Linked DNA regions of Mus musculus: all the other regions are linked to region 1. A link is a contact called in public HiChIP or PLAC-seq, Micro-C and promoter capture Hi-C data. All regions are on one chromosome and are shown on one strand. The core of a region is the stretch at or near the end of the contact, and the rest is flanking DNA. Distances in the headings are between cores, read along the strand shown. Region 1 holds the start of Mycn (v-myc avian myelocytomatosis viral related oncogene, neuroblastoma derived). Region 2 has its middle 110 kb from the start of Gm34489. Region 3 has its middle 89 kb from the start of Gm34637. Region 4 holds the start of Nbas (neuroblastoma amplified sequence). Region 5 overlaps Gm34489 (a long non-coding RNA gene). Region 6 has its middle 110 kb from the start of Gm34637. Region 7 overlaps Gm34489 (a long non-coding RNA gene).

Region 1 (3,656 bases), core at 162-2,661:
AGGTGAATGAGGGGTGTCATTTTCAATTTAGAGGGAAATGGAGACGCTTCCCCACAAACAAGCTTAAGGGTTTAAGGATAAATCCCACCCTACTGAGAATGTGTGTTGAAAAAGGGCTTCACCCAGGGACCCAGGTTACTCCTGGAAAGTTTTGTGGGGCAAGAGCATTTATTTTTAGCCCCACATTTAGGAAACAAACCTTTTAGCATGCTTGCCTAGACAGAAGTGAGACGCTGTGGGATGGGGAGGGAGGGAAATGTGCCCACGGCTGTGAGGAAAGAATACACGCACCCTGCTCTAGTCTAAATAAGATGTCGCGCTCTCTCTGTTCACGCCAGCTCGTAAGTGAGGCAAATGGGACACAAAGAGGCCAAATTAATGATGGCTTTCCTTGATGTCACCATCCGTAGGAACTCGAGGTATACAGAGCAGTCAGTGATTTGGGCAAGGAAAGCAGCGGTCCGTAATTCAACCCTGGCTTCGGAAAGGCTTTTGTTGGGAACGGTGGGCGCGACTTCAGGGGACGTCCCTCCACGCGTTTCACAATCCCTTCCGCGGTAGCAAGGATTCGCTAATTGTCTCGCGGGGGTGGCCCCACTCGGGCTCCGAGGCTGGGCGGTGCGGCTCCGCTTTCTGCTTGGTCTCCGCGAGGTGTCGCCTTCGGCCGAAGAAAGCGGTAAGGCGCCACCCTCGTAGCCCGCACTTATTTATTTTCAAACAAGGGGGGCGCCCCTTCCTTTCAATTTGAAACTAGAAACCTCCTGCGGTCTGTTTCTACGTGGGCGCGTCCTCGGCCTCCCATTTTGCACTCCTGTGTCGCCTTCCTTCGAGATCACACACGAACAGCCCCTCGACCAGGCCTTGTTCCACTTTAGCCTGGAGCTCATCTTTCACACAAACATACACTCGCGCGCAGTCCACGCAGGGACTGGGCTAGAAACCTCTTTTCCCATTCCCAGAACACACCCAGCGACCTTTAAAAAAAAAAAAACACGGAGTGCAGCGGGTGCAAGCCAGGGGGTCCAAAAGGGAGGGGGAAGCACTCCTCGGGTTTCCCAGCTTTGCTGCTTGCAGTCTGAAAAACGAGAGGGGGGAGGGGGAGAGAGGGAGGGACGGAGGGGGAGAGGAGAGGAGGGGAGGAGGGGGAGAGGAGAAGAGGGGAGGAGGGAAGGGAGAGAGAGAGAGAGAGAGAGAGAGAGTCGGAAAAAAAGAGAAAAGCAAATGGCTTTTGGCGCGAAAGGCTTTGGCGCCTCCCCTGATTTTTATGGAAATCAAGAGGGCGGGGAAAAGCCTCTTGCCTCTGCCTTTCTCCCTCCCCCTCGTCTGCGCCACAGCCCCCTTCTCTCCCCGCCCCCCGGGTGTGTCAGATTTTTTCAGTTAATAATATCCCCCGAGCTTCAAAGCGCAGCCAGTGACAGTCATCTGTCTGGACGCGCTGGGTGGATGCGGGGGGCTCCTGGGAACTGGGTTGGAGCCGAACGAGCGCTAGCCAGGCGTAAGCGCGCACACACTGCAGCCGCCGGAGGACAACCCCCTCCCGCCGCCGCTCCCTCAGCCCACCCGGAGACCCCAGCCCCGAGTCGCCTCCGGATCCCCGGCAGTCTGCGGGAGGTAAGAAGCGGTACTTGCGAAGCTTCGAGCGCCCGGGGAACGGCGGAGCGCTGCGGCTAGGCAAGCCCCTGGACGCGGCTCCGCACCCTGCACCCAAATATGCCGGGCTTTTCTGGGGGAGGGGGTAAGGGGGCAACACACCGCGTCTGCTTCCGAAACAAAACCATCTGGGTTTTTTGTTTTTTTTTTTTTCCTGAAAAGCCTATTCAGCACCCGAAGGCACCCTGGCTGGAAGAGACCCGCCCTAATCCCTTTTACAGCCCTGGCCCAGGCAGAGAAATAGCTTTAGCGAAAAGAAATTCGCCCGGCTCCACAAGATTTGTCTGAGTGTGAGGTGACTGGGAACCGGTGCGTCCCCACCCCAAGCTGGGGTTCTCCAAAAGGTGCCGCGGGGAAAGAAGGAAAAGGGGTTAGGCGAAGCTAGGTGCCTGAGTGATAATGTAGGTCACGGCTGCTCCGGCTTAGGAGACGCGATTCTCGCCGGCGACCCTGCACCATTCCTAGGGATGGGGTTCAGCCTTTCCCCCCGCCTGTTGAAGAGGTTGAGGTCTCTGAAGGAAGGGGAATGGAAAGGGTATAGGTATAGGCAGCGATGAGTACCAAGGGTATCTGCCAAGATTGAGGCTCTAGGTCTAGGTGGAGAGGGTTGTATGTAATTGCCTGTTGTTGGTCTGACTGGAGAAAGGCCCTTAATAATTAATAAAGTTTCCTGAACCCCGTTAGCGTTTGCGCTCCCGTGATCGCATTTCTGCAAAAGGGGAATGAAAGGTACTTCAATCCCATGCCTGGTAGCTGGGCTAGAGAGCAAGGACTTCCTTTAAGCAACTAGTGCAAGTGGGGTAGTCGCGCTAGTAAGAGCTGAGATCTGCAGCTTGAACAGCCCCCCTCCCCCAGGCAGTGCCTTGTGTGAATGAAACGGCAGTTTCCAAAGTTGCAGAGAGCCACACCACCCCCTGCATCTGCAAGCCCCCTCCCACTCCCAGTCTTAGACAGCTTGTACACAAAAGGAGGGAGTAGGGGAGACGCTCAACTTTCTCCCACCTTCCAGAGCTGTGGGGAGCTTGCAGAAGAGATTGGGGGCTCCCACTGCCTGTCCCCACCAACCCACCCCTTTGGCTCATTCTCTCTTGGTTTGCCTATTGGTTGTAGAGTTGGAGGTTGGCGCGACTCTGCTGCTCTCCACGGGAAGGAAGCACTCCCCCATATTAAAAAGAGCGGAGATATTAAAAGAGAGGCGAACCCATGCCCAGCTGCACCGCGTCCACCATGCCGGGGATGATCTGCAAGAACCCAGACCTCGAGTTTGACTCACTGCAGCCCTGCTTCTACCCGGACGAAGATGACTTCTACTTCGGCGGTCCCGACTCGACCCCACCGGGGGAGGACATCTGGAAGAAGTTTGAGCTGCTGCCCACGCCCCCGTTGTCGCCCAGCCGCGCCTTCCCAGAGCACAGCCCGGAGCCTTCGAATTGGGCTACGGAGATGCTGCTGCCGGAGGCCGACCTGTGGGGCAACCCGGCCGAGGAGGATGCGTTCGGTCTCGGGGGCCTGGGTGGCCTCACTCCTAATCCGGTCATCCTTCAGGACTGCATGTGGAGCGGCTTCTCTGCCCGCGAGAAGCTAGAGCGCGCAGTGAACGAAAAACTACAGCACGGCCACGGGCCCCCGGGCGTCAGCTCAGCCTGCTCGGCTCCCGGAGTGGGTGCCAGCAGCCCCGGGGGCCGTGCCCTTGGTGGGTCGTCGAGTGCTAGCCACACCGGGGCCACCCTGCCTACCGACCTCTCCCACCCGGCTGCCGAATGTGTGGACCCCGCCGTGGTCTTCCCCTTCCCGGTGAACAAGCGAGAGTCGGCGTCGGTGCCCGCTGCCCCCACTAGCGCCCCGGCGACCAGCGCTGCGGTCACTAGTGTGTCTGTTCCAGCTACTGCCCCGGTGGCTGCTCCTGCTCGTGCAGGCGGCCGTCCTGCCAGCAGTGGGGAGGCCAAGGCCCTCAGCACCTCCGGAGAGGATACCTTGAGCGACTCAGGTAAAGCCTAGAGTAGAGT
Region 2 (3,457 bases), core at 188-2,687, 410 kb after region 1:
GCCTCAAACCCTGTGGAATGGCTTTAAATCTCCTTCAGCACACAGTTTTTATCTTGATTCCATAGGTCAGGGAGGGGAAGGCTTATAGGAGGTCATAAAGCTGTCCCTGAAGCATCATACATACAGCACGCTCAAGAAGGGATTTGAACCTACATCTTGTCAGCCTCATTCTCTGGGCAGGCATGAGGGGGGTTGTGAGGGGGAGGCAAGGGAAAGTAGTTTAGATTTTTATGCTAAGCTCGTTCAATTCCTTTCTCACTTTTGCTCACATTGAAATTATTAAAGTGACAGGGGAGGGGTAGGAATGCAGATAGTATTGCTTTCAGAAAATGAGGCTCCATTGGGCGACCCTTTCTTACTGTCTCAGCTGAGAAAGAGCCCCTAGCCAGAGGGAATCAAATACTTTTCAAATGTCTCATTAAAATATAAAGGTGATTCTTGCATTGGTGCTATGATAAAGACTACAAAGCAGGGCTATGAAAACTCCCTGGTTTACCCTGCTGAATAGGCCTCGGCTCCAGCAGCCGAATGAATTAGCAGCCACCCCATTATCTGTAACCCTTAGAGAGCACAACTCAGGCTTTGATCTGCCAGTGTCAGGGAAACTGATAAAAACTCGTTCTGTTTCTAAGCTTTCCAGGCCTGAAATTCTCCTTTCCCTTCAGTGCGCTATAAATGACCCTCTGAAGTGGCTGGGCATTCTTTCACAGTCTTGTTTCCAATCTATTCATAACCACGGTTATCAATTATTATGCCAGCTGGAATTCCTGAGGGCCAGGAGGCTGTTGGGAGCTCTAATTGTGGTTCAAGGATAAAAGCAAAAACCACACAAATTTTAGCCAATCATAATTAACTTATTCTCCAAGTGCAAGAAAAAAAAAAAAAAGAACTACCCCCTCCCCAAAACAAAACAACACAAAACCAAGGCCTATGAATCCCCTTTTGCTAATCACTCTTGAAAGCAGCCAGAAAGGGGGGAGGGAGCTTTTATTACCATGGTGGCACTGGATTGGCTCCCTTAGGAAGGACCAACGCCAACTGGCAACCAGAGAACTTCTCAAATCATTGGGGCCCCCTTCTTTTTAATCTTAAAAAAAAAACCCTCATTTTTCAAAGTAGCATGATGTTTTCCAAGCTCCTGACAGGGCTTTGAATAAACAGGCATCGATTTCTCATTGAACCCTAACAAATGATTGAGTGGCCCCAAATATTTCATTAAATAAGAAGACTCATGGTAGCTATCATATTAATAATGTGGGCACGTGTGAACTGAAAGGGGGCCTTGAGTCATCCTATCACCAGGTACCAGGTTAAGCAACAGATGCCCTGATAGACCTCAGCACAGGACTTCATTCTGGGCAGGTGCTGATCAGGTTAGCCTGGGTCCACACCCTGCTCCTGGGCTTAGACTGGCCAGCCGCCAAATGTCTCGAAGGCATCTGGCTGGTGGCAGAGGCATGTGAATGGAGGGCCCATGATGTCATGGAAAAAGCATGGCTTGGAGGGTGACAGGTCTCCATTTTTAAGTCTCTGTGAGACTCAGTGTCCTCCCTTTTCCAATGCAGGCACAATTTGTAGGATTGCTGTGGGGCCTGAGAGAACAGCCCTCAAGAACATGCCTGACAGAGGATGGTTGATAAACTAATGTTTTCTCTGCTTCTTGATGGTGTTGGAATATATGGTCTCAATAATTGCTATTTCTCCTAAGGGTCTCTAAAGACTATAGTTTTAGGAAGTACCAACACAAAATCTTTTTGTGACCCTTAGAAGGATCGCAGATCCAAGGCTTAGCACTTTCTTATAGCAAAGATGCTGGGAAGGACACCCCTAAGAGACATAATCAAAATGCTCATCAGGGAAAAAGGAAGCGGGAAGGATTCAAATGAGGTGATTAAATAGTATAATTATTTCCACGCAGAGTAATTGATGATCGAAAAAGCTTATTTGTATTTTGGCCACTGCTATCTAGCACTATAAAAGATACTCACTCAAGAGGATGCAACCACCGTGGGGTTAAATTGTCTATGAGGTCAAGAACCCAGTTACATTTGTGACATTTGTTAGTATGATGGAGAGCTTAGGGGTTCAAAACTTTGATTTATGCATGCTATGCCCATACTCTCATGTTAGCTTTTGCTCCCCCAAGAGGCAAAACTGTATTTTCCATAAAGACTCACTTATATATGTGGAAGTGGGTGTTTTCCATAAATGTTCCTCGCTGCACGTAAGTTGGAGGGTGGCTCCAGTGAGGTGATTAGTTGACAGCCACCCACAAAGTGAAGCCCTGAAATTAGAATGGCTGGACACAATAAGGGTTGTTTCTTACTGAGGTGGCAGCAGGGGTGATCCTGACTCCATTGTGTGGGCACAGTGTGGGACTACTGCATCTAGGACGTTTAGAGCTTGGGAGGAAAGGGATGGGGGAAATGCTTGAGCTTTCTGGGCTTTACCAGTTTAGAGATTGAAAATCTCCAGCCTGCTCTGCCCTTACCTATCACACCGCTGCTTTCTAATCACCACGTAGGCGAGGCAAGGTTGGAAAACACATGAACCACCGCTGCATAGAAACTGTCCCTGCTCTCAGAGAACCATGGAGACTGGTTGTTGGATGGTTGTGAAGACAGCGTGGTGAGCTATTGGGTTAGGTTCCCACATGAAGGAGCCCAGGGGTATCGATGGCCTTTGCCTAGGGACAAGTGACACAGATGACTATTTGCCCAAGACAGGGAACTGAGGAGAGAACAAAGTAAGGAATTTATCAAAGTGGTGATCAAACGAATTTATGTGGCTGGCTTAGGAGCATGGATGACTGTTGTATCCAGGTGAAGTCCACTTCTCTGTGCAGTGTGCACACACTTCAATGGGTCAGGAAGTCTCTTCTCGCCAGAACATTGTGCTTCTGTAACTACATGGGGGGAGCTGGTGTATTTTGTTTTAGCTCCATAGGACTTGGATGCTTGTTTACTACGAAGACCCTTATGGCTTCTGAAAGCAAATATTTCAGTTCAGAGGATGTTACCACACATCATGGCCTCCTCATGAAGTTTAAAGTCTCCAAGGAGTCGGGAGATTGTGGTCAGTGACACCCATTTGGGGGTGGTTCCTAAAAAGTAATACATGGGTTTTTGCCACTAGCTGCTTTTAACATTGAGTGAAGATCTTGTGCCTAATACAGATGCCGGTGATGTATCATTGGCCATAATATAGACTCTGGGCTGAAAGAACTCTTATCAAAGACAAGAATGACAGTTGACCAATCTGAGGCTCACAGGTAGATTGACTAACTTGGGACTCAGAATGGATCTAGCTGTTGTTGGAACTAAGAAAACATGCCCATGTACCCAAACTCCTGGAAGGAAAGTATAACAAAAATCAAACTATAAAAAGTTGAGAATTTCATATGTGTAATCCCACCCCTATTACCTGATACTACTATTCCCTTCCAATTTCATGTGTT
Region 3 (3,451 bases), core at 30-2,529, 360 kb after region 1:
ATGTGGCAAGTTCTCTGTCAAGCCCTGTGTGAGCACTGGCATCCTCCATCAGTGGAACCCCCCACCCCACGCTGAAGAAGAAACACAGTTGCACAGCCACCTGCTTCCCAGAGCCGACTATAGGAGCAGAGAATATGGTGGGCTGGTTTGCACCACGATCTGTCTGGCTTCTCTGAGAAGCCAGGTTTTTTTTTTTGTAAAGTTGAATAGAATGGGACAGTTTGGTAGCTGTGTCACACAGGAATGCACCTGCTATCTCACAAGGCCACCTTTTCCTACGGTGGCTGCTCACCATAGAGAGGTTGCTTTTTCAGCTCTTTTGATGGTTCCAGCCTCCTGCAGTCATGAACTTAGATGACATCAAAAGAAGCTTGTTTTGGCTTCTGATTCTGAGGCTCATGAAGTCGCATTCTTTCTCTGGTGACTGAACCGGCTAACTGGACAAGGGTCCCTTCTCTCCTCGAAGTCTCAACACCTCCCTAGCAAACCGGGGGAAGCACCAGCAAGGCCCAGCCTATGCTTGCTTGTATCACCTGGGCTCCAGGGCTTTGATTGACAGGCAGTCCTGGCTTAACGCATACTCACTAAGGTGGGACCCCTGGCGGCTCCATCTCCAAAAGGGTCCCCCAAAGACAGGCCCCACATGGGGAGCTTTTGGCGGGCCTGATTGCATGACAAACACCACGCATATTGAAACACTCTGGCAGTTTCCCGGTGCTCCCAGTCAAAGGCCTGACCCCTTTTGACCTCAAACATCTTATTAAAGCCCCCAGAGTTCCAGCCTCCGCGAGGGAGAGAACCAGCAATCCCTGGACCCATTCTCTTCCCTAATTCATTCAAGTAAGCCGGGCAGAGTGGGGCCTGGGCCTTTGATGTTAAAGGCCCCTAATTGGAAGGAAGTGAAGTGTTAGCCTGTCAGCCTTTTAGTCTCTCATCAAATACTTTAAGAGGTATCCACACAGTGCGTTCTCACACTGGTGCGGAGCAAGCGCGGAGTGGACTGCTTTCTGTTAAAATGTTTAAATTTTGCATCTGTCTAACATAAAGTTCACCACACATGTCACTGTTCCTGGTGGGTTCTCTCCCTACCTTCCTCCTTTCCCTTCCCTGGGGTGCTGGAGGGGGCGGGGGGGGGCGGCTTGTCTCGAAGCCCACAGCTCACCCACAGGAGAGGAAGGTGGCGGCAGGAGCTAATTACCCACCCCAGACACAGGCCTGCAAGCTCCTGGTTGGGGCCTCTCTCGTGGAGCCCCTTTGATCTCCCTGTTTGGGATTGTGTCACTCCCCAGGAATGTGGCTCTCCCCCCACCCCAGCATCCCCCAGTGTAACCCTTTAGTCTCGCCTCTTCATTTCACAGCGAGCACCCCTGAAAGGGAAAGTGACTTGCTCAGGTTTTTGTTGTTGTTTGTTTGTTTGTTTGTTTGTTTTCAGGGAGCTGGTGGCGGAGTCAGGTCCATAAGTTAATACTTCTGACCCCAGAAAAGGGACAGTCTCTGCGTCCATCCCTTTGCTTCTCTTCAGTCAAAGGGGGTGGTGGTGTGAGCAGCTGCAATTTGAGAGAATTTACATATAATCCCTAGAGTCCTGAACAATAGACTGGATTAAGTCACCCCAGGGGGCAGAGGGCCCAGCCCGAGGGTGCAAAATAGACGCACTGCTTCTTGTCCTCATAGAGTGACTCCCCACTGGGAGAGAAGGCAGGCTTGCACTCTTGGTTTGACACCGCAGAGAAGGCAATAGAGACAGAAGTCTCACACAGAACCTGTGATCAACAGGTCACTCCGGTATGTATGTTGGGGGCGTGGCAGGAAGTATAGTCCCCCTCCACCCACAACAAGGGCTAGAAAGGGGAAGTGCCCCCATCCTTCCGGGCAAACCCCAGGGCGTGATGAGACGGTGGGTGGGAGAGGAAAGCAGAAATCTCCTTTCTAAGCGTCTGACACCTTGAGGCATTAGAATAGCAGAACTTTCCTGGGCTCTCCAGCATCAAGTTCCCCAGTGTTTCTGCCAGGGATGGAATGCAAACCCAGGGGCAAGCGCCCCCCTACCCCCTCCCCCCCCCCCCCCCGCCAATCCAGAACACTGGGCTCACGAGTCCTTTGGACTCACGTGAGAGATAGTGTCTAACTTTCTCAGGGTTGATGCAGAGACTAGAGACCAGTCTACCTCATAAGGCTCCTTGAGGTCTCTACAGGGGCCATTGTGTGGAGTAGCACCAATTAGCTATTAAACAGCCAGAGAAAAGCCCCTTCTTGATTTGATTTTCTGCAGTTGGACTCTGCGAAGCCAAAATCTGAAGCAACTCAACTTTGTTTAGCTCATTTCTGGCCCTAAGGTTCCTTCCTTTGATTTACAAATGCAAATGAATTGATGATTATTTTGAGCAAACTCTTTCACTTACTCCTTTACTCAAACCATACTCATTGATCCCTGCTTGAGGCTAGAATGGGAGACCTCACACCCAGTGGTTTTATATCACTACCTTCTGTAAAATGGTGATTGGCAGGAGCTAGTACCAGCTGTGTTCTGGCTTTGCTTGACTTATTTATTTATTTATTTATTTATTTATTTATTTTCAAGACAGGAGCTCACATAGTTCAGGCTGGCCTTGAACTTGCAGAAACCTCTCAAGTTCTGGGTTTATAGGCATGCAGTGTCGTGCCTAGCCAAACCATAATATCTGTTATTTTTCGTATGAGGATTAAAAAATGGTCAAAGGGGGCTGCGGTGCCCATCCTGGGCCTTTGCTCATTTGATTATGGTGGTAGATCATTCCTACCTGACACATTCTGACCTTGTGTAGTTCTTTACATTTTAGACACTGTTTCTTCCTTGCGTTCATGACTGGACTTCTCCATGGGGATAGAGGGTGTGCCTGACCAATAATTTTCCAGGCACAAGCACGGTGGTGAACTAGAATTGATGGAAAGGGAAGATCAGCCTTCACCAGCAAAGCTCCCAACTTGGCTATGTGGTAGAGGACACAGAGTTTGAGAACTGAGTTGAATTTGGCAACATTTGTCTCTGAGATCTGACAGCCTAAGGGAAGAGTTCAAGCAGGCAATGGTGGCCTGGGCAGCAGTAAGCAAGCGCCAGGCCTGCCCAGTAAACCCTTTTATCTGCTGGACAGTCACCTCTGGCCATCCCATGGTGTCTGCAGGCAGAATCCCACACAGTAAAGCTCCTGTGTGAGGAGTAGCTGTAACATTCCGGTTGGAGGAAACGCTGGCCAGGGAGCCAGAGAAGCTGCTGCCCGTACCCTCCACATGTGCTTGTGCTTCTCCGTCCCCTAAGTCCTCTGAGCATTTCTAAAATGAGGCAATTAGAATAGATTAGCCTGAAGATCTGTTCCAGAGTGAACGCTTCATGATATTACTCGGGCACCAGCACACATGGAATAGTTTAATTATCATTATTAAATATGATAGCCCCCAGGTTGCCAAGTATGTG
Region 4 (3,313 bases), core at 238-2,737, 330 kb before region 1:
AGAGTGCTTTCAAGTTCTACCAAGAATAAAATGAATAAGTAATCAGTAAGAACAGATACGTTACTCCCTAGGACGCTCGCTTAACAAACATGAAGGAATCATCAGGGAACAATTTGGCACAGTGGAGGGATATAAAGTTGATCCCAGGCAGAGCTTATAGGGCAACAGCTGTAGGAAACAGATGTAGAAATCAATAAAGAAGGCAGATAAGAAAAGGCAGAGGACAACGAGATTTCAATATAAGTTGACTCCGTGTTGTTTTTTTAATCAACGTATAGTGCTAAGCATTGAGACAGTATTACAGACATTTCTGAAATGCTAGATATCTTTATCCAACTTAAAGGCGGCAGCAGCCTCTCAATTTCATCATCTACAAAATGTCCACGTCACTCACTAGAAACCGAAACGAATAACAATATATGCAGCTTTTTGCCATTACAAGACCTAATTGAAGACAAGCAGAATAAATACTCAGAAGACAAGGTAAAGGAGCTCACTGGGCCAGATTTAAGAGTCTTCCTAGCCATGCTGCTTCCCCAGGGCCTAACACACGGGCATGCCAGGCACTTGATACCATGTATGTCAAGTAAATGGGCCTTGGGCTCCTGCTTTCACCCTATGACCCGAAGGCTTTCCCTAGGAAACTAGTAACTCCAGGGTCCATAAGTTGGCAAACACCACAACTTTGTCTCCAGCAGAATTGGAGAACCGCTGCTTCTTTCTCTCCACTCCCTTGGCATTCTACTCAGCCAGCACTTCGGGCTTGGTAATGAGAAACGTTCACTGGATTGGCTATCTCTCCTCCACACTGCAAGTTCCATGAAAACACTGTCTCTGAATGCCCAGCAGCCTGCACCATATCTGGGGTCCGAGTGTGTGTGTGTGTGTGTGTGTGTGTGTGTGTGTGTATCACACACACACACTGAGAGAGACAGAGACAGAGAGAGACAGAGACAGAGAGAGACAGAGACAGACAGACACACACACACACTAGTAAATGCGTATTACTGAGACTTTTAAAGGACGATAGAGTCCTGCGAAATTCTCCCGCCACAGGTAACAAGATTACAAGGCAAGTCCGGATATGACAAGGACCTAGGGAAGAAGAGTGACACTGACCTGCCGAGAGGGTGACAGCCTGAGTGGGGATACACAGCCGAATTCGGAGCCAAGGCTGACTACAGACACCCTTCAGCGAGCCCTGGACCCGGCAGCCCCGCCGTTGCCAGGAGACAACACAGCTGCTATCCCCGCTCCACTTGCACTGCGTGGCACCGCGACGTGGCTTTACACGCCCCGCGCCCGCGCCCGCGCCATGCCTACAGCCTTAAAAAGAGAGCCCGGCTCACCTGCACTTCTGTCTCAGGTGGCCATTCGGTATTGACCAGCAAGTCATAGAGAATCGTCTCCTCCTCGTCCGCAGAGCCGGGACTCAAAGCCGGCGCTGACTCGGGGGCCGCCATGTTGGCCGGGAACAGAGTGGTGGAGGGAGGGGCACTACGGCGACTCGCGCGGGTCATACTTTCCTGGACGCGGCCGCTGGTGATTGGCAGAGTGAAATGAATTAAGTGCGGAAAGGGAATGCTAAAAATGACAGAAAGGGAATGCTAAACTTGACAGATCTGTGGGTCTAAGAATGGCCTTGTCTTGTATGAGATATGTCTTGGACCCTGGTCCACTTTTTGTTCATTTGTGCCTGAAATGAGTCAAGTCACTGAACTTTTCTTACCCAGTCAGCGTCTACGAAGCTGCAAGAACCTCCCAGAGTGCTGGTGTTCATGTACAGATTCTTCTGCAAACACAGAACGTGTTCGGAGAGTGGACTTTAAATGTACCAAGGGGTTATTCAGTTCACAGGAAGGGTGCTTTAGGCACCTAGAAAAAAACAGTGAGGCTGATGAAGACACCCTGTAACAAGGAGAGCTTGTCAGCTGTGTAAGAGAGGATGTCCTAAAAATCACCATACAACATGGACTAGCCTCAGACCCAGTCCTCCTGCCTCAGACCCAGTCCTCCTGCCTGAGCCTCCCCAGTGCTCAGAGTACAGAGATGTGCCATCAGGCCCAGCCCTGGGCCTTCAACTATAGGTAGAAATTGGGTTCACTGGAAGTCAGGAGAGAATATATCAGTTAGGAGGTGCACAAGACATAGGAAGATTACGTTGCTATAACAGACAGGGTGAATAGAGAGGCCAAGCTGAGAAAGGGTGTGGAGGACGATAAAGATAGGGCAGCTTGAGGATTCCCTAGAGGGGAAACTTACCTCATTTGCTTGCTCGTTTATTCATTCATTCATTCATTCATTCATTCATTCAGCATATGCCTGTCTTTGCAAGGCCCTTTAGTGTAAGCAGAGCCAATTACGACCAAGACGACCACATTGTTGTTGAGTTGAAAAGAAGTGAAAATTCACAAGATACCTTTCAGAAATTATCCTGTAGAATAACCAACTTAGTGCATTAGGCAATGGTATAATAAAATGCACAACTGGAGCGTGTCTAATTGTTCCCATGTCTCTCCAAGTTCATCTGCACCTTGTACTCTCACAGCTAAACTTTTGCCACACACACACACACACACACACCATTCAACTTTGCTGTTTCTAAGACAACAGACACACATAAACATCAGGAGATCTGACACGGATGTTCTTTGTACACAGAGGTTGTACCTGATGTGGCTCTGCTATTGCTCTCTCATCTCCTTCCGGTTGTAGTTTAAATGCCACCTTCCCTCCGAACTCTTGTTCCTGTCTAAGTTCACACTCACTTTCTTCCCACTCCAGCTTCCCAGCCCTCCCCGTGCCTGCTCAGGTTGTCTGTTTGTTTGTCTGCTTGTGTGTTTAACACAACATTTGTTATCATTGGATATGCTATGTGATGTATAATTTATTTTACTTGTGTACAGTCTGTCCTCATCCTCCAAAAATGTAAACTCTAGCCCAGAAGAATGCAACGTCGTCAGGTATAATAGATTCATTTCACAGACGCACCGTGTCCCCAGTGTTTAGAGCAGGGGGCAAAATTCATACTTCCAAGAGGGTAGAGAGATGGCTCAGCAGTTAAGAGCACTGACTGTCCTTCCAGAGAACCACTGTCTTAGGGGTTTACTGCTGTGAACAGACACCATGACCAAGGCAACTCTTTTTGTTTGTTTGTTTTTGAAGATATATTTTATTTTTATATGAGTACACTGTAGCTGTCTTCAACACACCAAAAGAGGGCATCAGATCCCATTACAGATGGTTGTGAGCCACCATGTGGTTAACTGGGAATTGAACTCAGGACCTTTGAAAGAGCATTCAGTGCTCTTAA
Region 5 (3,627 bases), core at 1-2,500, 460 kb after region 1:
GTCTCCCAGCCAAAGCATGTATCTGATAGAACCCCTTCTTTGACTCTGGTTATAGCCTCTACTTCTTATACTCTGATCTGCATCTCTACCCATTTTTCTCAGTCTTTAGGAAAACTTGTATATCTCCTCTCTATTCCAAATTTCAATGATAGAATTTAAACTGAATTTTTTAAAAAAATGAAAACTAATTACCATCTTATGGAAGCATGCAGGCTCCTCTTGCTTCTCTCCTACACGCATGTTTTCTTTCACTTTTACATTTTGCTGTGACAGAGCAAGGAAGTGCATGTTAGATGCTGATACCTTGGCATTGACCTTTCCTACATCCAGAACTCTAAGGAGTATTTTATGTCTTTGTAATTTAACCAGCCTTAAACTGATGATTTTTAACAACACACTCAGTTGTAGCCTAGATTTTCCTCTGGGCTCTAGGCCCACAGGTAGAAACCACCTGGTAGACATGTCTATCTTGACAAAGTGTATCTTGAACTTCAAAGGCATTGTACCTGTGACATATTCTCTGCTCACCTGTAAACAATTGGTTCTGAAGTGAGAGATGGAGTGATGAGAGGTATTGACCTTCAAAACCCCAATATCCCAGCTTCTCAGATGGAGAAAATGAGTCCTGAGACAGATACGTGCTGAACCCAGAAAGTACCAACCTCACCTAAAGTCATTCACATTAAGTAATAAAGTTGACATCTAAGTAACATACAAATTTTCTGCAATCCCAACCTATGATTTCTTTAGTGCAGGGGGTAGACTTCAGTTGGACTCATTCACTTAGCCACGCTGGCACTTCATGTGAGGCCACTTACTGGGAGCTTTGAAATTATTGAGGATGAAAGACACATTTAAGGGTCCGTGGTCATCATCATTACCACCCTCCTCTTGGTTTGGGATAATAACAGTTGCTGTTTTAACCACCAGCTCCAACTAAGCAGCCTTCAGATTTTCATGCTTCTGATGTGCAGAGATCAGCCTCCATGGCAACACCGACATGAGCTTTCTCCCACCAGTATTTGAAATTTATTTCCGGTACTCATACTTAAAACGGAAATGTAAAGGAATGCATTGTCTTAGGTAAACTGCCTTTATTTATGATAAACCAGAAGATTTGCAAGAGTATATTTTAAAAAGACTCAGAATGTATCCCTTTGTACTTCAAAGGCCATTTGGTCTTGGGCCCAACAGGCAAAGTGGTTATTATGGTCCCATGTGGGAAAAGGCGGGTGAGGCTGGAATGTACCCAGTAAACATGAAACCCCATCCACAGAACTCCACTTGCTCCCGCTGCTCTGCCGAGGCTAATTGGAGGAGGGCAACCTTTTTTGAAAAAGGAAAGAAACTTCTGGATTTGAAGCAGATGTCTGAACTTTGCAGAATCTACAATACAGGCTTTTAAAAAAATATTGCAATAATTAGGAGTCCGGTTTGAAGTCAATGTGTTGCTGTAAAAATTAAGGATGTTTACAACTGTGGGAAGGCTTTCTTTAAAAACCCAATTCTGATTCCAATTTGCTAGCAAATTGCATCCTGGCCCCATGGAGGGAGCGATCGGCAGACCTGTTTAATAGATTAGGATGCTTGCTGTCCGTCAAAGAGCAGGTATGTGCTCGCTGTTATGAAATCAAATAGGAATTCTCAGAACACGATCCAGACTTTATTTGTAGAGTTTTGTGACCTAACAAATAATTTGATATTTGGAACCAAACAAAATGTTTTCTCAATTGATCTCACACACACACACACACACACACACACACACACACACACACACACACACACACACACTTGGTTTTCCTTGTGTGGTTCCTGGCACAGAAGTCTAGTATTTACTAAACTGACCACAGTGTTTCAGATATTGGTTAGTCATGAAACATTGCATTATACTCAGTATCAGGTTATCCAAGGACAAGAAACTGGACAATACATAAATTTAACTTCTCTGAAGTCAAAGATCATTATTAAGTATCAGAAAAATATAGTTTCGTTTTCAGATAACAGAAAAAAAAGGTCTACGAGAGTATTGGTCAGGATAGACTATAAGATGGTCAATCTGTAGTGAGAGGAAATTAGAGTTAGAATGTTAGAGAAAACCTAGTTCCTATAACTTTGTGGTTTTATGGCCATGATATTTAAAAACTTTTACTTCTTAAATATGTTGTAAATACTAACATCTATTTTTTTTATTGTTGGCAGGGAGAATATGTAGCAATTCTTATGGTATATCCATATCTAGGCAAGGGAGAACAATGGGCCTTCACCCAGCACATATAAACTCAGTACACAGATTTATTTGAAATAGGTCAATGTTCCTGTCAGAACAGCGCATCTTGTACAAGTCTGGAGAAGGGTAGGAAAGTGTGCTAGGTCAACTAAAGGTTTCTCAGAAGCCCTTCTCTGTTTTTATGACAGAAGCCTTAGTTCTGCTTGGGCACAAGCTGATCCAGTTGGGGCTGTTTCTCTGCATCTCTGGCAGAATAAGGGTATACGACGGAGTTCTGTCAAAGATACAGGAGTGAAGGTTGATGTATACAATGTCTACATCTTAACACTTGCTCTTCATCTCTTCTTTATTGACTCCCATAGGAAAGAATACAAACACCATGCTAGGGAGTCAATTGATCATGAAGATGAAGTCACCACACCAGTGAAAGCAGACATAGATCAGATTCCTGCACAGCTCCACGGAACAGAGACTCCTGGTTGTGGGATCATCTCTATCATCTATCACATCAGAAGGACCCTGATATAGCTGTCTCTTGTGAGGCTATCCCGGGGCTTGACAAACACAGAAGTGGATGCTCACAGTCAGCTATTGGATGGATCACAGGGCCCCCAGTGGAAGAGCTAGAGAAAGTACCCAAGGAGCTAAAGGGATCTGCAACCCTATAGGTGGAACAACAATATGAACTAACCAGTACCCCGGAGCTCGTGTCTCTAGCTGCTTATGTATCAGAAGATGGCCTAGTCAGCCATCATTGGAGAGGCCCATTGGTCTTGCAAACTTTATATGCCTCAGTACAGGGGAATGCCAGGGCCAAGAAGTGGGAGTGGGTGGGGAGGAGAGTGGGGGGGGGGAGGGTATGGGGGACTTTTGGGATAGCATTGGAAATGTAAATGAAGAAAATACCTAATTAAAAAGAAAAAAGAAAAAAAAAGTTACTTTGTTTCAGATAGCTTTATTTGGCCCACTGTTAAGGCACCTCAAATATAATCCAATTTTTCCTCAACCTTCTGAATGCTACCGCCATTTAATATAGCTCCTCAGGTTGTAATGAGGAGCCCAGCTATAAAATAATTTTTGTTCCTATTTCATTGCTGTAATTTTGATACTGTTATAAATCATAATGTAAATATTTTTTTGGAGATAAAGGTTTGCCGAAGGGGTTGTGACCCACAGGTTGAGAAACACTGCTATAGCCTACTAGAGAAAGCAGTCCTTATTATGTTTTATCTGACCTCCCCCCCCCCCCCCCAAAAAAAAAGTTTATGTAGACTTTCTGATTTAGGAAGTTTGGTTGTTCTCCCATGGTCATGAGTGAGTTATGTGAGAGGCATTCAAGGAAAGACTTGAGGCAATCTTCCATACGGCCGGTTCTGAGGCAGACTATATTAAGTTAG
Region 6 (3,677 bases), core at 283-2,782, 380 kb after region 1:
CACACACACACACACACACACACACACACACACACACCCCATTGGTGACAGGTACCATTTTAACAAGTAAGTTCGTCATGGAACTATGAGTTTTTGGTCAAGTCTTGTTGATGACTAGGTCAGTAAAGCAGACAGACATGTTGCTGAAGGGACCAATGGTGGCTAAAATGGCTGGGACTCTTCTCAGAGTCAAAAGGGGACACTACTTGTGTCTCTTAGCGTTAATGGTAAATTTGATCCAATGTGGCATCCTCTGGGAGGAAAATCTCAAGGAAAGACTGTCTAAATCAGGTGTCCTGTGGGCCTGTGTCTGTCAAGGACTATCTTGATAATGTTAGTGGAAGTGGAAAGATCTGTAAGTAACATCATTCTTTGGGAAGCCATGAATGTAATGTGGTTGACAGTCTTGATCTCCTGCCTTTATAACACTATGACTTCCATAATGGTGGACTGTTACCTGGAGTTCTGAGCTGAAATAAATCCTTTCTTGCCAAAGTTGCTTTTTTTTTTTTTTTTTTGTCAAACTATTTTATCACAGCAGTAGATAAAAAAAAACCCTAAGAAATTATTAATGATTACGCTTTGACTGCTGTGCTGCTGTGGGTAAAGGGATGTGTGATCACTTTTTTTAATAGTTGGCCCAGAGGAAGGAAGCACAGGACCTGTAGGGTGTAAGTCCTGGTGTGTGGTTGATGCCCACATCCTGCCCATTAAAAGGGAGGTCATTACTCCAAAGATTAAGACTTTGTTCTGTGAAGGCAGAAACTGTGCCAGCTTTACTTAACCACTACACAATTAATAATCTAACATAGTTTAATAAACCATGCAGTTATAATGGTATGAAACTAAACCTATTTTTTACAGGATGGGAAAACATGCCAGCCTCCAGTTTCATAAATCTAATAACTTGGAAACTCAGATGTTCATTTTATCATGATCTTATCGTGATTCTAACAACATACTAACTTATACTTTTAAGGAAACAAGCTTTGTCTAGCTTTTGTTGGAAAAACACTGCCTTTGTGAAATTCATGTTCCATACCCTATCAGTTCTCTGAGTTATTAGATGTACAAATGACCCTGGTGTTATAATAATATCCTGGTCTCCTGGTTTGTCTTTTGTTCAATGTCTTTTTTTTTTTTTTTACCATAATGCCTTTAATTTACATGGAGCTTTTTTTTTCAATATAGGATGCGACATAAAAAATCTGTTCTTTTTATTTCTATATTTTGTATAGCTAATTAAAGGCCTAGCAGTGTTTATTAAATGACTCTCCTTTAGCCACTGAGTTCCAATACAAGGATCACAATTCACTTCCCACTCCTGCTTCATCCTTCTCATCTATTTGTTAATCTCTGATCCAAATTTAAAACAAAACATGTCCAAGTCACTCAAGTTGTATCGTTTACAAAAGATTTAGTTCTTTCTATTTTATGTGTATGAGTGTTCTGCTTCTATATTATGTATCCACATCCTGTGCATGCCTGCTGCCCACGGAGGCCACAAGAGGGCTTTGGATTCCCTAGGACTGGAGTTATAGAGACTTAGGAGCCACCATGTGGGTGATGGAAACTGGACCCAGGAGCCAGTCCTCTTAACTGCTGAGCCATCTCTCCAGCCCCACTTTAGCTAGAATTGATAATGAACTGAGAGTGATCTCCCATGTCCTAGTAAACTTTGTCTTTTGTATTACACTTTGAAAAGCTTCCCACATTTTTATTTTTGAATCATTAATGTCCTGTGAATTTTTTGTTCTGATTTGTTTAAAATTGTTAGAACTCTCATATTTGATATCATTTTGGCTCTTCTATGCTATTGTTTCTCTCTCTCTCTCTCTTTCTCTCTCTCTCTCTCTCTCTCTCTCTCTCTCTCTCTCTCTCTCTCTCACACACACACACACACACACACACACACACACACACCCCTCTATACTCTGATAGGTCCATTCTACCCTGAACCACAGGGTGCAGTATGGTCCTCTATTTTTATTTACAGTTTCTCTTTCCAATGTTGAGAAACTTAGTTCTTCCATTTGATACCCACTTGCTTACTATAGCTATATGGTTGTCAGTATAAATATCATTATTTGTCACATTTAAGGTAGTTCTTTTTTTTTTTGTAATCGTTATGTAACTGGATTTATTTGAAAAAAATAATGGGTTGGGTATCTTATTAATGTATAGAGTACTTTCTGGCCCTTTTAAATTTCCTGTGACTACTGATCTGTTTGTTTTATTTTGTGTTTTCTATTGACTCTCCTTTCTCTTCACCCTTGTCATTTTCTGGCAAAGCTTTGTTTTTGTTGAAAAAAAAATCATCTCATTGCATATGACAAGAGCTCTTCAACTTTTCTTCATTTTTAAATTCCTAAAGCAAAGCTGCATCCCATATGCAAATAGTGTGATTTTCAGGGTAGTGAACACATAGCACAGTTCTTGATCATTTTCTTGTCCTGTAAGCTCGGGGCTCATCTTGTGCCCCAGGAGCTTCAGGAACTCTGACTTTTCCCAGACATAACAAAGTCCCCTTAAATCTCGTCATGTTTATCCTTCAGAGTGGGCAGATGCATTCCAAAGGAACAGACTTTTAAGAGCTGACATCTGGGAGGCATTTGTTCTTAGAAGGAGTATATCTGGATTTCAAACGTCAGATCTTGGTGACAGGGAAACCTTGGTGAGAATGGAAGCTAGTGTCCATGGAGAACAGACAACTTCACCTGGACCTTGTTCCTGAGGTGAGCATTCAGATTTATTCTGCAGAACTTTATCTCTGCCATTCAGACCCATAATCTCCTTTTTTTCTCCCTCTTCTCTTTCTTCTGTTCACCCGTCCTCCTCATCTCTTTTTTTTTCCTCCCCTTTTTCCTTCCCACTTCTCTTTGCTCCTTTTCAGTCTTCTCTTCTTTCTGATCTTCTCTTCTACTTTTTGAGGTCAAATCTCAGCTCTTTCTATCATTATCTGAGCAAATTTAGGAGTCAGCTAATGTAAATAACATGAGTTTTCTTTATTGTGAGATATGGTCACTGGTAAATTTACATCTGCCTATATCACACCAGGGTCAGAGGGGTCAGGGTGGCAATTTTCCATTTGCCTACAACCAACAACTTTGAACTCAAAGGACTAAGACTGAAATGTAAAACCTACTTAAGAGCCTGCCTTTGGATAATTTTGTCTAATGTGATGAATTACAATTCAGTTTACACAGCTCGAGAAGGTTTCCTAGACACTTAAAAACAAGAAGGGTTTAAAATGAGAATCAATGAGAAATGATTTGCCTGGTACTAGACAGTGTTAGTGATCAACTAATAATAGCTTACTATCTATAAAGCCCTTAATACTGCTGTTTTATTGGGTGCACTCAATAACATTATGAGGTAGGTACTACTACTACTACTACTACTACTACTACTACCACCACCACCACCACCACCACCACCACCACCACTATTATTATTATTATTATCATCATCATCATCATCATTATTATTATTTTATCTACACGGAAATTGAAATACAGAATGAAAAAGTAGTCATACAACCTAAACCTTGGGTGAATTTCTGGATTTCACTGAAGAATTTACTGCATTGTTAGCCAGTGTCATGTGATGGCTCTTATACCTTTGGACTGGAAAGAAATATGATACAAAGCGACTGTTGGGTGACCTTGAGAACAGGA
Region 7 (3,477 bases), core at 96-2,595, 430 kb after region 1:
GGAACTCCAACATAAGAAGAGCCTTGAAGGATGGGTAAGTCCATCCATACAACAGACAGCAGGTGCATCTTTCAAGGTCACACAGCTTGTAAGTGACCAAGCTTTTTTGTCTCTCTACTCTAAGATCTTTAGTAGTTCCTTAGCAGTTAGTTGAGGTGCATTAGTTATCTATCTACTACCCCCATATCAGATAACCCCAAACTGTGGTTCAAACCATAAATGTTGACTAAATCACCTTTTCAACAGGTCAGGAACTCACCGAGTAGATAGGCTGAGCAGTCATGTGTTGTGATTGAACTGAGTTAGCAGTCAATAGGGACATGCCATCTCTGGCTTGGCTGTGGCACTGTGTCTTCAAGTTCTATCAGGTGGTTTTTGGCAGAGGGGCTCTGGTATGTGTGGGCTTTGGGCAGGTAGCTTTGTTTCTTCCTCAAGTGGATTCTCCACAAGGCTCTTGAGTTTCCTCAAAACATGGCAGGTATCTTCCGCCAAAGTAAGGTGTGGGTAGATAGCATCTGCAGTACCTATGATGACATGTGTCATACATTGTCACCTGCTTTGGCCAGTTGGCAGTGGGTCAGTGCATTCTTCTCCCTTGAAGGCAGAGGTTACTGCTGCTTCGTGATGGGGAGTTTCCATGCACATTTGCATCTATCTCAGCAACAGAAATGGAGCCTATATCCTGGCATCAGGGCTGAGATGATCACATACCTCACTGTCTTCAGGCATCAAAGAAATGGTATGGCACTTCATGTCAATGGTAACTCAGTTAGCCCATCACAAGGTATGGTGGTGAGAGATCTGACCAAGACCTATCTCAACTAATTTCATTCATGACACTTCAAGGCTAGACACCCATTTACAGAGGACACCTCGAGTAGAGGGTGGGACACACTAGTGCTCACTACCTTGCCTAGTAACTTGTGAAATTCTCATCACCCAGATATCCAGTTCCATTTTACTACTTGTGAGAAGCTCGAGTGCCCGCTGTTCTGCCTCCAAAAGAATGTTTTCCCCACACTAGGAAATGCAAGAGGTTTTTACTAGTATGTTCATAGAGTTTAAAAAAATATGGGGAGAGTCCAGGGCTCCTGGATCAGACTGGCAAACACAAAGTGGCACCTCCCACCCCCCTCCACCCCCCCCCCCCACCACACCTCTTTACAACCCCAGTGAGGGCTTTTGGTCCAATAGTTTCATCCTAGGGGGCGTTGGGAGAGCTGGCAAATACTCTAAACAGATAAAAGATAATTGAACAAGGAGCGAGTGGTAAAGGGTGACAAAGTGCTATTTCCATTATAAGCTTATCTCAGTAAACTTTCTCAGAGCCCCGAGTTCCCGAGCAGGGTGTGGATTTGGCAATAGTAAAGAAACAGGCCAGGCCAGGAATGTCTGGGGAGCTAATGAAAGCCCCTGAAGTGGTTGACGTTCCTATCTCTGCTTTGGATCCCTGCCACCTTGACACAAATGTCAGACGGTGTTTAATTGGCAAACAGGGCTTCAAAGGGTTGCTGGGCCCTGCTCCCAAGGCCCCAGGGCCTGTTAATGTTTAATTGTCCTGTGCAAGGGCCCACTATTGCTCACAAGACTTGGGCATTTATTGCACTTTGCAAAAGCAGTATTATGAGGCTCCTTGTTCTGCGAGTGAGCCTTTTACAGACATGTCTTGGGTGTCCCTGGCTCACCTAACCCTTAAGAAGCAAAGTTACCAAGTTATCCACCAGGCCAGAGAGAAATACCTTCAAGTTGAAAATAGTGGAAACACTCCCTGTTCGCTAAGTTGGCCTGAAAATCCAGACGTATCCAGAGAACACTAGAAACATCAATGGGATGAGCTGAGGGTTTGGAGCAGAAGTGAAGGAGACTGAGGTTGAGGGGATTAAGCTGGATGGTAACTGGTTCTAGTGTAGATGGTGCTTGCTCTGTATGTGTGCAGCCCCACTGCAAAGGCGAAGGATGGTGCTTGCTCTGTATGTGTGCAGCCCCACTGCAAAGGCGAAGAGTTGATTTTCCTTCATTCCCTCCTCTGTCCCAAATAGCTATCTGTTTTAACATTATTCTTATAATCTAAAAAGTCAGAGAGACTGTCTTGGTGAGACTCTATTGCTTCTGTCTAATTGCACAGGGAGGAAGAAGAAATAACAAAAGACAAACACCCCTTCCCCCTACACGATGTGGAAACTCTGAATAAAAGACAGGCTTCCAACTTTTGACGACTGAAAACCGCACTTTGAATTGAATATGAATGATTTCTTTGAGTTGTCAATTGAATTCAATTCAACTGAATACATCTTCTTGGAGGGGGCACTAAGCCTTCATAGCAAACAATCCCTTTGGCTTCGCATGAGTGCTGCTTAGAGAACGAGTCTCTGTTAAATTGTGGAAATGCATTGGGTCGTTGTTTCAGTCATCCTTCTGCTGATTGTGAATCTCTCTCTAAAGAATGTAAAGAGAAATATCTAATTACACCACTTATATCAGAATGGTGAGGCGTATATTTATCCTGTTTGTTAATTACATATGTCACAGCTAAAGACCACACATCAGCTAATGTCAACAGCAGCTCGAAGGGCCTGGTAAGCATCAAAAGGGAGGTGAATACCAAATTAAAAAACAAAATCCAGCAGACTGACTAAGAAAGTATGTATATTCTTAATATATTTACATTAAATCAGACTTTCTTTCTTCTCTTGCCTGGCTTTACCCTCACAGGTTCTCAGATTGTTTTTGTCCCATTGGCATCTGTTTTCTTACGTGCAGAATCACCACTTATTAGCAGGTGTCAGGGCCACTAACCCTGCAGGTTGGAGGGCGATGCAGCCGGAACTTGAACATTAAGTCTCTTTACCATAATTCTTTTGCTCCAATGGATTCCGGTCCTTCCATTCCTACTCTGAGTTCCTCAGTCCTCCTGCATGCCAAGAGGTCAGCAGATGACCCCTTCTACCATGAAGTCTAGTCACATCCAAAGACCCCAGCCATAGACCCTTAGATTCTTGGGAAAGTAGACTTAGAAATACCCTGTTGTGTACAAAGCAAGCACCTTGTGAATCTATACACACAGTTAATTAGTTCAGAGCCTAAAATATTATGTGATTCTTTTCTTAATAGAAATCAAAAGCCTTTATGCACACTTTCTTGGCAATTTTCAGTGAAGGGCATATTATCTTCTGGATAGATCTATGGGAACATGCATTACACACCTACCTCTTATTCTCATTAATGATGATAACAGCATGCACACAGGAGCACGGCACTTGGCTTTTACACAAGAGGCCTCCCTCCCTCCTTTTCATTCTGTTGTTAACAACCTCTGCTTCGCGTTTTTTTCCAGGTGAAACAAAACACTAAACACTGTTCCTGATTTAAACACTATCTCGGGTATACGTTTTTCAAAAGATGTGAGATTGGCACATTACAAAGGCTTTCAAATTTACTTTAGGATAGCAAATGATTATGACTGCCACCCACCATCCT

The links. Promoter capture Hi-C pulls out the DNA fragments that hold promoters and counts their contacts. A called contact is a pair of places that touch in the nucleus more often than the background predicts. HiChIP or PLAC-seq counts read pairs in DNA pulled down with a chosen protein or histone mark. Capture Hi-C pulls out chosen DNA fragments and counts their contacts.
Region 2: a contact with region 1 is called in an H3K4me3 HiChIP or PLAC-seq map of embryonic forebrain, with 5 times the contacts expected there. The contact joins the enhancer-like site here to the promoter of Mycn in region 1. A contact is called at or near these places in 6 of 39 promoter capture datasets (the HPC-7 cell line, cranial neural crest, hippocampal neurons and 3 more), 2 of 15 datasets of contacts at CTCF or cohesin (large pre-B cells and pro-B cells), 5 of 484 Hi-C or Micro-C datasets (the N1E-115 cell line, cardiomyocytes, cerebral cortex and 2 more), 14 of 115 datasets of contacts at active chromatin or transcription factors (the 230-238 cell line, craniofacial prominence, embryonic basal ganglia and 10 more) and 3 of 9 other capture datasets (adipose tissue, embryonic stem cells and pancreatic islet).
Region 3: a Micro-C map of embryonic stem cells shows a contact between it and region 1, with 8 times the contacts expected there. The contact joins the enhancer-like site here to the promoter of Mycn in region 1. A contact is called at or near these places in 11 of 39 promoter capture datasets (the HPC-7 cell line, cranial neural crest, embryonic stem cells and 6 more), 2 of 15 datasets of contacts at CTCF or cohesin (pro-B cells and stem cell-derived epiblast-like cells), 20 of 484 Hi-C or Micro-C datasets (the 63-12 cell line, the Ba/F3 cell line, LSK cells and 9 more), 30 of 115 datasets of contacts at active chromatin or transcription factors (the 230-238 cell line, astrocytes, cardiomyocytes and 16 more) and 2 of 9 other capture datasets (adipose tissue and pancreatic islet).
Region 4: a promoter capture Hi-C map of adipose tissue shows a contact between it and region 1. The contact joins the promoter of Nbas here to the promoter of Mycn in region 1. A contact is called at or near these places in 2 of 39 promoter capture datasets (liver and pre-B cells), 2 of 115 datasets of contacts at active chromatin or transcription factors (embryonic stem cells and pancreatic cancer cells) and 1 of 9 other capture datasets (adipose tissue).
Region 5: a contact with region 1 is called in a promoter capture Hi-C map of second pharyngeal arch cranial neural crest. The contact joins the enhancer-like site here to the promoter of Mycn in region 1. A contact is called at or near these places in 9 of 39 promoter capture datasets (the C10 cell line, the HPC-7 cell line, cranial neural crest and 6 more), 11 of 484 Hi-C or Micro-C datasets (the Ba/F3 cell line, LSK cells, Th1 cells and 8 more), 16 of 115 datasets of contacts at active chromatin or transcription factors (the 230-238 cell line, CD8 T cells, DN3 thymocytes and 12 more) and 3 of 9 other capture datasets (adipose tissue, liver and pancreatic islet).
Region 6: a contact with region 1 is called in an H3K4me3 HiChIP or PLAC-seq map of the 230-238 cell line, with 43 read pairs. The contact joins the enhancer-like site here to the promoter of Mycn in region 1. A contact is called at or near these places in 8 of 39 promoter capture datasets (the C10 cell line, the HPC-7 cell line, HPC-7-derived erythroid cells and 6 more), 2 of 15 datasets of contacts at CTCF or cohesin (large pre-B cells and pro-B cells), 10 of 484 Hi-C or Micro-C datasets (the 63-12 cell line, the HPC-7 cell line, LSK cells and 6 more) and 22 of 115 datasets of contacts at active chromatin or transcription factors (the 230-238 cell line, CD8 T cells, SST interneurons and 16 more).
Region 7: a FOXA1 HiChIP or PLAC-seq map of pancreatic cancer cells shows a contact between it and region 1. The contact joins the enhancer-like site here to the promoter of Mycn in region 1. A contact is called at or near these places in 8 of 39 promoter capture datasets (the C10 cell line, the HPC-7 cell line, HPC-7-derived erythroid cells and 5 more), 1 of 15 datasets of contacts at CTCF or cohesin (pro-B cells), 18 of 484 Hi-C or Micro-C datasets (the Ba/F3 cell line, the HPC-7 cell line, LSK cells and 15 more), 21 of 115 datasets of contacts at active chromatin or transcription factors (the 230-238 cell line, CD8 T cells, DN3 thymocytes and 18 more) and 2 of 9 other capture datasets (adipose tissue and embryonic stem cells).

What each region holds. Positions count from the first base shown.
Region 1 is chr12:12,939,591-12,943,246 of GRCm38.p6, reverse strand. Mycn (v-myc avian myelocytomatosis viral related oncogene, neuroblastoma derived) reads left to right here and starts at 1,411. Exons shown (of 3, transcript NM_008709.3): 1 at 1,411-1,611; 2 at 2,761-3,637. The coding sequence starts at 2,854. RefSeq lists an enhancer at 612-640.
Region 2 is chr12:12,525,506-12,528,962 of GRCm38.p6, reverse strand. No RefSeq gene overlaps it. Among named protein-coding and RNA genes, the nearest start is that of Gm34489, 110 kb to the right of the region's middle. Within about 2 kb of position 1,437, at least 22 of the 459 cell types and tissues checked have an H3K27ac peak or open chromatin away from gene starts, as enhancers often do. A contact at or near this core is called in embryonic basal ganglia and embryonic forebrain, where this site is marked.
Region 3 is chr12:12,579,234-12,582,684 of GRCm38.p6, reverse strand. No RefSeq gene overlaps it. Among named protein-coding and RNA genes, the nearest start is that of Gm34637, 89 kb to the left of the region's middle. Within about 2 kb of position 1,279, at least 118 of the 459 cell types and tissues checked have an H3K27ac peak or open chromatin away from gene starts, as enhancers often do. A contact at or near this core is called in the 230-238 cell line, the 63-12 cell line, the HPC-7 cell line and 14 more, where this site is marked.
Region 4 is chr12:13,267,301-13,270,613 of GRCm38.p6, reverse strand. Nbas (neuroblastoma amplified sequence) reads right to left here and starts at 1,487. Exons shown (of 52, transcript NM_027706.1): 1 at 1,350-1,487. The coding sequence starts at 1,463.
Region 5 is chr12:12,483,129-12,486,755 of GRCm38.p6, reverse strand. All of the region lies in intron 1 of Gm34489 (a long non-coding RNA gene), which reads right to left. Among named protein-coding and RNA genes, the nearest start is that of Gm34489, 64 kb to the right of the region's middle. Within about 2 kb of position 1,250, at least 12 of the 459 cell types and tissues checked have an H3K27ac peak or open chromatin away from gene starts, as enhancers often do. A contact at or near this core is called in craniofacial prominence, embryonic limb bud and second pharyngeal arch cranial neural crest, where this site is marked.
Region 6 is chr12:12,559,471-12,563,147 of GRCm38.p6, reverse strand. No RefSeq gene overlaps it. Among named protein-coding and RNA genes, the nearest start is that of Gm34637, 110 kb to the left of the region's middle. Within about 2 kb of position 1,532, at least 23 of the 459 cell types and tissues checked have an H3K27ac peak or open chromatin away from gene starts, as enhancers often do. A contact at or near this core is called in the 230-238 cell line, the 63-12 cell line, CD8 T cells and 3 more, where this site is marked.
Region 7 is chr12:12,507,374-12,510,850 of GRCm38.p6, reverse strand. The region is part of intron 2 of Gm34489 (a long non-coding RNA gene); the gene reads right to left. Among named protein-coding and RNA genes, the nearest start is that of Gm34489, 88 kb to the right of the region's middle. Within about 2 kb of position 1,345, at least 39 of the 459 cell types and tissues checked have an H3K27ac peak or open chromatin away from gene starts, as enhancers often do. A contact at or near this core is called in embryonic limb bud, extraembryonic endoderm stem cells, kidney and 2 more, where this site is marked.